Regions from separate parts of the Hordeum vulgare genome. Here region 2 is linked to region 1. A link is a contact called in public Hi-C data. All regions are on one chromosome and are shown on one strand. Each heading gives the region's core, a stretch centred on a gene start, on an enhancer-like site or on the middle of the called end of the contact. The rest is flanking DNA. Distances are from core to core; before and after follow the strand shown. Region 1 holds the start of LOC123401338. Region 2 holds the start of LOC123401312 (bifunctional dethiobiotin synthetase/7,8-diamino-pelargonic acid aminotransferase, mitochondrial).

Region 1 (6,056 bases), core at 3,246-5,745:
ATCAAAGAAAGTATCACCGTTCAAATCCCAGCAATAACAAGGCAATCAGTGTTGGACTGCCGCGAAACTAGAAACACTGAGCTTTCGAAAACTAGACAGGAAGAGATCTAATTTAGTTATATTCAGATCAATTTAAAATAATGTAGAAGAAACTCGTACCAAATCCAGGCAAAGCTGGAAGTTCTAATAAGTGGGCTTCTCCGAGTTTTGCTGAAATTTGCTTAATTACTCCACTGTATCCACACTAGGACCAAATGGGTTCCTAGAGTTTTGCCTGAATTTGGTTAATTAATAATTACATAGTTCAAGCAAGGCCAGCAGGAACCCTAAAGCACCCACAGCCAGGCCATGAGGAAATAGAATTATTGATATTGAGTACTTCTCCATGGCCAGGCTGAGCTGATGCAACTACCATTGGTCATCTTCCTCCTCTACCTCCACACCATGGTTGCCATGGTGACAAGCAAGTCCAAAATTCTTCAACCAATCCCAATGACAAAATTGGGATCGTCACTTACGCGATGCTCCCTCTGTTTCTCCTGTATGGCCACATCTGGTCCTGCTGCTCGGCATATAGGAGCAGCTCAAGCTCACTACCACATAAAGCTCCAGCCGGATCCTGGCAAGCTAGGCTATGGCAATACACCATAGCAGGCTACACGCGCCACCTCCTAAACCTCATGTGACCATGCTCAAGCTCAATCCAGCTACCGCATAGGATGGCCATGTCCAAGTCCTCTCCAGTCACTGCGGACATGTGAGCGGCATGATGCCCTCCCCAACACTCCACACAACCTCCTTGTCCATAACGAGCCGGACAACCTGTGGCATGAGAGCACCGTGATGGTGAGCTAGGACAAGCCACACCGTGCCTTGGCAAGAGCACACCAAGCTCAAGTCGACTAGTGTGTGTGTCTCGCCAACGTGCTTCAGCTGTTCGACGAAAGGTAACCATACCCAATCACATGCAGGCAAGTAGACAAGATCTCTCCAAATGAGCCTGTTCGACGAAACCATGTGCCTGGATCTCCAAATGAAGGCAACCGACTACTCACTTATGTATTGCCGTAGCTTGGCTTGCCAGGATCTGGCTGGAGCTCGCACCATGACAGGCTGGCTCGCCAGGACCTGGCTCATGGGGCCTGGTACCCAAAATGATGCAGGCAGCCAAACATGCCCGTATCTGATTGTCGTTTACCAGAACTTATCTAATCTGATACATAATCCTTCACAGTGAACCATGGACAATGTATTGCAAAGTGTGCACCATTGCGAAATGGTTCTTTTATGATCTTTCATGAGTTCAGTCATATCTGGCTATATGTTTGTGACAAGGTATAGTTTATGAAGTGCACCTTTACGACATTAAGGTCCATTATGTCAAATTTTGCTCTTTTCTGAATGGTTCGTCGCATGTACTGTACAGCCATCTTAACCTGAAAAAGCAGAAGACCTCGTCAACACTATGCAATTACGGCAACACTCAAAAAGATTTGAAAATTGTTTACGTTGGCGAGAATGAAATAAGCAACTTCACCAAAATCTAAGTATCTGATAAACACATCGTCCTTCTATACATCATAGTGAGCAAACAGATTCCTCTACTAACTCAATGATAGAAGTGAAAGCTCAAAATGTAGGAGTCACTTCTGTGCTAACATTGAGTGTCTGCAAATTATATTTCAGTAGCAGAATAAGAGTGCAGTAAGATAAAACTTCACAAACTTTTGCAAGTTGCAACCAGAGGATGTGTGTCCAAGCTAAATGCAGATGGGTATACTCTGAAGGAAGTACTACTTGGCAAATTCCGTTAAAAGGTATAACATTTTGTCTCATACTTATTACGAAACTAACATCACATCGGGAACTTCAAAATGCAGTGCACACAGAAGTAGGTTGAGATGGCATCAGCCATTATTTCAGTTGTATTGGATTGGATATGGGCTGCATATTTATATGTATTTTGAGCCTAAAAAACTGAATGAATTAGTCCCATAGTTTAAAGTTTCTATACGTCCTAACGTGGTAAAGTAGCAAACGATTGAATTATTGTGCAGCCACTCATAATTGCAGGAAAGAACTAATTGACTGGATGCTTAGAAAAACCATGATTTTGATGGAGGCATGGGAAAATATGTGGAGCTGCACCATGATATGGCAGTGTTGTGCTTGAAAGGGAACAAGAACCATAGTAATATGTCATGACTTTCCAAAAATAAGGCAATACATTATGCACTTTCTTCCATGATCATTTCATAATGGTAGGGAAGCAGCAGACTCTGCGGTAGATGCACGTACCGTGAATTTAGGAACTCGGATTTTGTAAACATCCACAAGTTCCATCATCAAGCCATACAAGTTGGTGAAAGCACTATCCAAAACCATGCCAGCAATTGAGGGATCTTCTGCTCCATATAGTAGGCTGTGTTACATTTATACAAAACATTAATTAAAGGCCTGAAGATGTAGATAAACATCTCAATCTATAAGAACTAAACGGAAGAACCAAGAATCACTTGAACACACACAGTTCTGTTCAAGAACCATCTAGTGCATTGTGATCTAAAAATATTGAGTAGTGTGAAATGAAATAGAGAGATGTCCTGAAGGAAACGGGGCACACATTGTATACAAACCAGAAAGTACCTTGTAACAGCACCCATCGATCGCCCCCAAAGGCCTATACGGGAAACTTGCTTGTTGGTGCGCAGGAATGATACTGCACATTTGAGGTCCTCTTTCTAGAAGTAAATTACTGTGAATTTCAGAATACAGTGAACAGCGATATGAGTGCAGAAGAAGAAAATTTATACTGACTATATACCTCATGCCAACCAAGGCTGACATAATCTCCGTCTGATAGACCTGAACCAGAAAAGTCTAGTGTGAAAACTGTGATGTTTGAAGGAAGAAGTGCTACAGCGGCTTCATTTGCGTCTGCTCTGCATCCGCTGCATTGAGTTAGAGCAAAATCCTGTTAAATATTCCAGAAGATATTGGTGATTGCTCGAGGTGATAAGCTATATCATAATTAGTAAGTCCATAGATTTATAAATTTGTGCTATTAATCCAGTGCTACCGTTTCCAAAATCTACATGTATGTTATATAAAGCAAGTTAAATTAAATAAAATGCCAAAACTAACAAGTGCTCAATGCATGAGCAAACATATGCTAGCAGTGATCATGCAGGGTAAGTACCTATTTCCATGGCAGTAGATCACACACGGGAGGGCAATATTTTCTGGAACGAAAGCAGGAAGATAGTGGCTGCATTTTAAGGTATGGCCCCTTGCATTTGTGAGCTGCCAGGTTAAGGTATACCAATAAGGTTATAATCAAAGATGTCCCCAGTTGGCGTCATTTCTCATCAGCAAACTAAAGAAAGAAGAAACCTCGATAATTGGTCTCCGTACTTGCCTCCAAGTCTATTCGTTTATACCTTCGCCCTGCGAGCATAAACTCTCTCTCCCATAAGTACTGATCTGGATTATACTCTGACCTGCAAATTAGCCATTAAATCCCATCAGATCAACTGCAGATGCTTAAAATATTTGAAGTTAAAAAACGCAAAAATGGACATTTTATATACATGGCATTTCTTATCTAATTAAACATCTCATTCGCCCCCTCCATAAGGATCTCAGTTCGAAATTTCAGCATTAAGATTGCCACGATAGGTTAGAGTTACTTCTTAGCGCTATATGGACAGACATCATGTCTGAACAGTTACTGGTACAATTATTCGTAACATGACAAGCTTAATTACAATTGCGTTGTGGCTAGCTTTAACTGCACATGATGGTACTGATTTGCACCGAGCGAACAACATAATCAAGTCCGAAGTACCATCATGTGTGTAATGTAATACTAACAGAAACAACTGCCCTCTGCTTCCTCGTCCATTGTCCTACCAGATTTTAAGTGGAACTTGCAATTTTCAAACTTGACTAATGGTACAGTTAACAAGGCAGGCAAAATGATTCGGCATTGTAAAACGTACCACACACAATGAACAGCTACATACGCGAGCATTAAAGGAATAACCAATCCGGGCCCGATGTTGCATGCGTACCTAACGCCCGATTTAATCCCGCCGACATCGTTCCAATTTACAAGGAGACGAGCACGGCCGCGTGTCAATTAGCACCAAACAACAAAAGCAGCAGCACATCATGCGGGAGGTAGGAGGGTACCGAGGCGGCCGGATGACGAAATTGACGAACTGCTCGATCATGGCGTCGGCGGCGTGCCGCTACAACGTGACGCCCGTGGGTGGGTTGGCTCCAAGCGCTCGCGGTGAGCGCGCCCGCGGCCCGCCCGACTCTCACGGCCCCAGCTCGTCCTCTCCGAATTCCGCCCCGCCCACACTCGAGAAGGCACCGGAGCCCACCACAGCCGCAGCAGTAGTCCCTGGGTCTCCCGACGAGCGTAGGCGCGCGCGTCGGATCTGCGCGAGACGCCGCGGGAGCTCGCTGCCGCGCCGAGTGCCCGCCGGATCCGGCACGGTTGCCGGCGACCCGAGGCTCGGGACTCTCGCCGCGAGCCGCGGAATCCGGCGGGGAGGGCGGCGAGCGGAAGGGGGGAGGTGAGTGGGCTCTGGTTGGCGGAGGTGGTGGGGGTGGGAAGAGGGGAGGGGACGAGCGAGAGGGAAGGAGCAATAGCCGTGGAAAATGGAGGACGGTAATGAAACCCGAATTAACCGGGAGAATAAAAATAAAATCCTCTTTATTTCTGCAAATGTTGAGAGATACACACGTGGCCGTATAATTTTTCCTTGGCACGTACGTAGAAGGGTAAGTACTTCGAATTATGATCGTACTCCCGCTCTTGAGAAATAATCCGTATACATTTAAATATTTCAACATCAAAAAATACAAAAAAAAAAATAGAATGTAGACATCTCTTCGAAGGATTGTTTGGAGATGATCTGAAGGACCCAAATGAGAAGCCATCTCTTAGGTTTCCTGGAGACCCCAATGATGCCTTGATGGCCTTTCTTCCCCTCCTCGGTCCTTAATAAGTTTAAGGCCTCCTTTGATTCATGGGATTTTTGTAGGATTTTCATGGGATTCTAATCCTATGGAATTTTCCCTCTGGTGATCGTTTGATTCACAGGAGGAAATCAATCTTATGGGATTTTCCTTTCTCTGTTTTACTGAAAAGTTTTCAAGAGATCGAAGTTTTCGAAAAGAATCCTGACGGGAAAAAAAGCACGCGCTCTGCTCGCTCACCCGCACGCTCACGGTTTCCGCGGTAAATATATGCTCGCGTAGGTTTTGACGAGACGAGTCGTAAAAAACAAGCACCACTTCCCCAATCGCTTTCGCATCGACCTAGTCGTGCTGCGCCGCCACGGCCGTCCGGCCTTCTGCCCAGCTCCTCGGCGATGAAGAAAGGGTAGAACTTTTCTTTACTCAAGATTGGATGCGGATGTAGGGAAGGTGGACGTATGTATACAGAATAGAGTTGAGTAATTGCAGTGAGCACTTCTCCAAAATAGTAACTGATTGTTTGTCCACTATGCTGAAACCAATCTGTCAAAATATCATTTGTTGCATTCTTAGATAATGCATACAAAAATATAGCAACTTGTTCTTCTACAGAGACATCTCTTCCATCAACAAGGCGATCATTCTCGCGCAATTTGTGTACCAAAGCTTGAAATATATCGGTCTCCATTCTAAAGTGTTTTTTGCATAGGTCGTCATGTTCATTTAAAATTTCATTTACACGTCGTGCACCTGTAAGTATTGAAGTGTGCATAAGTCTTCTTGAGGAGTGTTCTCCTAAAGTAGAAAGAACAAAAAGAGCAAACTCATCCTCACTTTTTGATCTACGACGGTAGCTTGGATTCATTGGACGCTATGAAAACAAGCCTCTGGAAAATTACCGAGTTACATCTTGAGTAAGTTACAGAATGCAGAAACTAAAAAAGAATATGGCTTTTGATTTCAGAGACAACCTCAGATTTCAGAGACGGTCCAGTACAACAAAGGGAACATGTACATGAAAAGAACTAACCTCGGATTTTAGAGACGGACTTGCATGCAGCATT
Region 2 (5,290 bases), core at 87-2,586, 670 kb after region 1:
GCTTCTAACTACTTGCTCTCACATTCATCATACAGATTCATCAAGGATCCCTCATGTTTGGGTTAAAAACCAGCCAAACAATGCATCAGACTACCAACATACATCAGAGCTACAATAAACATCCGAAAAAGGACAGCTAAAAACTCTGAATATGTACCAAGGTGTTCATGTTACCTCCTCATCTCCAATATTCAGCACAAACGGATTCATGTACGTCGGATTACTCGAAGCCACAACACCCAAAACGCCTTTAAAACCGCTGGTACTACACGATCCATGCCGCCAGATTGCATCAGAAACCCCCTATACTTGATATCACGTCTTAGATGCGCCATTTCTGCAGATTCTGGTCTCTCAAAGGAAGCATGCGCGCGGGAGGAAGAGGCACAACAGACGAGCTTTTCTCCCGCGGGAGGAAGACGTATGTCGAGGGCGTACTTTTAGGGAGAGTTATTGTGTACGCCCGACCGCTTAATTACAGGCTTTTAAACCCTCTCAACCTGTACATCCCACTAATCTGATGGATTCCATTGCCCCTGATCCGACGGTGCATAAATAGTTTGATGGATGCTAAAACGCCTGTAGTCTGATGCCTAACGCTTTCCCGAGATAAAAGACTTTGCACGTGTGGTCCACACCACGCGTGGCGTCCACGCCAAATCAGCCGGATGATTCAGATCGTTTTCCTTTTGCAAAGGGAAACGTTTCCCCCCTGGCGCGCCGGCCGAATCGTTCGGCCGGTCGCGCGCGGGTCGCGCTAGCTGGCAGGTGTATGCATCATTTTTCTGTAAAAATTGCTGCAATCGTGTATTTTTTTGTTACAAATGTTTTTTATGCAGCTTTTTTCTCGTGTAAATTTGTTGCGACCAACGTTCATATTTGCTACAAGCGTTTTTTATTTACTAGATTTGTACAGTAAAAAAGTTGCATATACGTTTGGTTGCAACTCGAGTTCGTTGAATTTTTGCTACAACCGGCGTTTTGACTTTTGCTACAACCGTGCTATTTTTTGCTATAACCGGCATCATTTTTTGCTGCAACCGTTCGCTGAAAAAGTTGCATACACGTCATGTAGATTTTTGCTACAATCGGCGTTTAACTTTTGCTACCACGCATCATCTTCTTTGTTTTTTTGCTACGATCATGTAGATATTTTTTTGCTATAATTAATTTTTTGTTGCAACCGTTGCGAAAAATGCTGCATAGCGTCGAAATTTGTTGCAAGATCTGACGGTCCCTGTGCATATCGGACGGTCAGCCTGCGACCGGCGCTGGCGCTCGCGCCGGCGCGCCGGCGCCTAGTACTCCCCTTTGCTTTTGCAAATCATTCGGCATTCTGTAGCTTATCATACTCTGTTCTTCGGCCCCGCTGTTCTTCCTCCCAAACCCCCGTATGTAGAACCCGAGCCAGCAGCCATGCTCCGTCGCCTCCTACTCCGCCATGCCCGTCGGCTCCATTACTCCTCCTCATTCTCCTCCGCCTTACCCCTCTCCTCGCCGACCTTCGCTGTCTTCGGCGCCAACACCGGCGTCGGCAAGACCCTCGTCTCCGCTGGCCTCGCCGCCTCCCTCCTCCGTTCCCACGCCGCTTCCCCCTCTGCCGTCCTCTACCTCAAACCGCTCCAGACCGGCTTCCCCGACGATTCCGACGCGGGGTTCCTCTACCGCAGGGTCCCCGCGCTTCTCCGCCCCTCCCACGCCGCGCACCTCGCCGCCTCCATCGACACCCTCTCCCCTGCCCCGTCAGTGGAAACCCAATCCCCTTCCCGCGAGGAGGCGGCCTTCTCCTACGACGGGGAGGGTGAGGCGGTGAGGAAGCTTCTGGCTTGCAGGACGCTGTACGCATGGCGGGAGGCGGTGTCGCCGCACCTGGCGGCGGAGAGGGAGGGGATGGCGGTAGAAGACGCGCATGTGAGGTCGCTCCTGGCAGCGTGCCTCGTCGAGGGGGAAAATTTGGGGAAGGGGGAGGGGGATGTGTGGAAGCTGGTCGAGACTGCCGGCGGCGTGGCCAGCCCGGGCCCGTCTGGCACGCTGCAGTGCGATCTCTACAGGTGCGTTGTAATGCCTCTTCAGCGGTAAATTTGCTGTTTTACTTATTTAATGTTACCAAACGCGTACTAGTAAGCATGTTTTGCGGGGTGTTTAGTTTGAATTAATTGATTTCTCAGAAAAAGAAGTCTGAATTAATCGAGGGAATGAAATGGTGCGCAATTTAGTGTATGATGCAATTGACGTTTCTGTTATATATACTTGTTTCCAGTGTTTAGTTCAGTGGTATAGTCTGATGTTTGTTCTGTCTATTCACAAGGGATCTCAATACCTAAAAAAATCATTAGCTTCTTCCATTGAAATCACTATCACATTGGTAGTTTGTAAGAAGATATCATGCAAGCTGGAGATAACAATGGTGGTTAGCGAGCATGATAATTGCGGTGAACGATCTGCTGCTTTGAAGTTCTCTTGATGTTATATGTTGGATATCGTGCTGATTTGTTGTGTTTTCAACCTTTCATTAACTGGATCAAATTTATGTTTTTATTTTACAAGTGCTGAAAGTAATCACATATTTGGTGACCGTTTCTGAAATATTTCTGATGTATGTCTACACGCTCATCTCTTCTTTTAACATGCTTTGTTTCTTGGGAACTTATGGTGTTATTACCAGACATCGAGCATACTTTGAAATTCTTTTAACCATGGTTGAACTGGTTACATCATTACATCTATTTTTAAAGAACCTTGTGGCCTATTTAACTGTTTGCACAAGCTTCTTTACTGCTAGGTTTATTAGACTGATTTACATCAACACACCTCGTGATTACGTGACTCTTGGCAGGCAGTTTAGGTTGCCTACTATTCTTGTTGGAGATGGTCGTCTTGGTGGTATTTCATGCACTTTATCGGCATATGAAACTTTGTTGCTCAGGGGGTATGATGTTAGCGCAGTAATTTTGGAAGATCATGGTTTGTCAAACAACAAGTTCTTGCTTTCTTACTTAAGAAACAGGTAACACGGTTCAGTCTTTTTGTTATTTTTATAAATGTTTTAGCAGCTCCAATTTCATTGATACGACAACTTCACAATGTTTGTACTATTTAGGGTACCAGTGCTTGTTTTGCCACCTATTCCAGAAGATCCATCAGATGACCTAACTGATTGGTTTTCCGAATCATCTTCAGTTTTTGGTTTGCTTGAAGATGCCCTGCGATCTTTTCATTTGACAAGAATTCAGAGGTTAAACAGTATGCAAAGAAAATCAAAGGATTTACTGTGGTGGCCCTTCACTCAGCACAATCTTGTACCTGTAGATTGTGTTACAGTAATTGATTCGCGCTGTGGTGAGAGTTTTTCAGCATACAAGGTTTGTCCAATCCATATTCCAAGCTTTCGAAAAGAATTTTGAAATGAAGCTTTGAAACATTAGCGGCATTATTATGGTATCTTTTGATGTAGGTGAAAGACAACAAGATGATGATGATCCCTCAGTTTGATGCATGTGCAAGTTGGTGGACTCAAGGACCTGATTCTAAGTTGCAGGTTATTCTTGCACTTCCTGTATTTTCAGAATCTCTTTTACCTTGGTTTGCTAAGGGAACTCTTATTGCAAATGTTTTATGGCTAAAGTTCTGTATGTTGAACTATTGACATGCAATTTTTGTAGCCTAAATTTCTCTTTTCATCATCAGATTGAACTTGCAAGAGATATGGGCTACGCTGCTGCTAGGTATGGCCATGTGATGTTTCCAGAGAATGCTCATGAGCCTGCTCTTCGTTGTGCTGAACTTTTGCTTGGGGGGATCGGTAAAGGTTGGTGCTTTTACTTGTTTTTCATCTATTAGGGCATTTCTAACCGATCCCTTAAAAAATAGAGGAGTAAACCTTGGAGTAAACCTTAGTGGAGTATATTTACTCCACTAAGTTTTGGCCAGACCTAGCTGATCCCCTATATATGACGGAGTAAACTTAAATTTGGCTCATACATTTCGCCGAACACTTGCTATGCACCTCCGTGGCGAGTGGCAGCCATGGTGACCACGCCGGCGGCAAGCAGCAGCAGAAGCACACAGCGGGGAGGAGCAACGGCAGCAGCAGCACAAACCGGTGGTGGCGACCACCAGCAGCAGCAGCACAAACCGGTGGTGGCGACCAGCAGCAGCAGCATGCACTGGCGGCGGGGAGCAGCAGCAGTAGCAGCACGCAGCGGGGAGGAGCAGCGGCGAGCAGCACGCACCAGCGGCGAATGGCAGCAGCAGCTCGCACAGGCGGCGAGGAGCAGCAGCAGCAGCACGCACCGGGTGAGGAGCAGCAGCAGGCACTGGCGGCGGCGAGCAGCAGCAGCATGCAGTGGCCGTACCAGTAGTACTACGGTCAGGGGTTGCCGGCGAGGCCAAGGGAGCTTCACGCGAGTCCCCGGCCGGCCACAAGGAGGCCTTTGCGTGAAGAAAAATTATCCTCGGCCGCCTCCAGACGGAGTATATTTACGGGAGGGAGAGGCGCTGGAGGATAATTTTTCCTCCACTAACCGTTTTTGGGGATCGATTCGATGCGTATTAGAGGAGTAAAACCGACTTTTTACTCCTCTAACGCCGGATAGGGGATCGGTTAGAAATGCCCTTATAATGTATGTGCAACATGATCAAACTACACGAGTATAAGTCACCCTTAATGAATAAAATAGTGTATTAGTATGAAAGATGACTTGTTTAAAGTACCTTTTAGCTAACAAATTCCGCAATTTAGAGCTTACTATTCGCACCTGAACACGTTACTGTGTGCCTCCGACGTCGAGCGTGATACGCTAGACACGTCGTGAGAGGAGCCTCACTGGGAGTGCGATACGCAAGACATGCCGACGAGGTCTCTTGAGACCCGATGCCCCACACGCCCGGGAGGGACCACGTCAGGAAGTGTGGCGACAATGGGCTGCCCTAGGTCGGCTTGGCTGCCCCTAGAGTGTTGAGGTTCGTTGACATTGAAGACGAAGAAGCAGCAAAAAACCAGGGCAAAGGAGACGTAGGTAAAAGATAAAAGTAGTAGATTGATTTGTCCGATTGTGTGTGGTCCAATCAGCCATCACCCTTCACATATTTAAAGGGCGGCTAGTCTTACTGTAAGAGAGTAGGGCTCCTAATCTAAATACATGCTTATCTGATTCAATCATCTAATCTCTTTCCATGTGGGCAACTTTCCTCCCCCCTTTTTTTCTCTTTCTTGCCTTCCAAGTATTGTGTGTCTAACTTGGTTATCAACACACTCCCCCTTATTTTTGGTCAAAGCTTGTGGGCCAAA

What was found. Hi-C and Micro-C count contacts between places; a contact is called where the count stands out from the background.
Region 2: a contact with region 1 is called in a Hi-C map of leaf, with 3 times the contacts expected there. The contact joins the promoter of LOC123401312 here to the promoter of LOC123401338 in region 1. A contact is called at or near these places in 4 of 6 Hi-C or Micro-C datasets (leaf and seedling) and 1 of 1 datasets of contacts at active chromatin or transcription factors (embryo).

The regions. Positions count from the first base shown.
Region 1 is chr6H:144,780,587-144,786,642 of MorexV3_pseudomolecules_assembly, forward strand. LOC123401338 reads right to left here and starts at 4,496. Exons shown (of 14, transcript XM_045095122.1): 1 at 4,195-4,496; 2 at 3,419-3,500; 3 at 3,200-3,303; 4 at 2,825-2,951; 5 at 2,647-2,741; 6 at 2,299-2,422; 7 at 1,356-1,436. The coding sequence starts at 4,235.
Region 2 is chr6H:145,457,831-145,463,120 of MorexV3_pseudomolecules_assembly, forward strand. It overlaps LOC123401312 (bifunctional dethiobiotin synthetase/7,8-diamino-pelargonic acid aminotransferase, mitochondrial), which reads left to right and starts at 1,337. Exons shown (of 14, transcript XM_045095085.1): 1 at 1,337-2,051; 2 at 2,837-3,007; 3 at 3,101-3,362; 4 at 3,455-3,538; 5 at 3,688-3,808. The coding sequence starts at 1,417.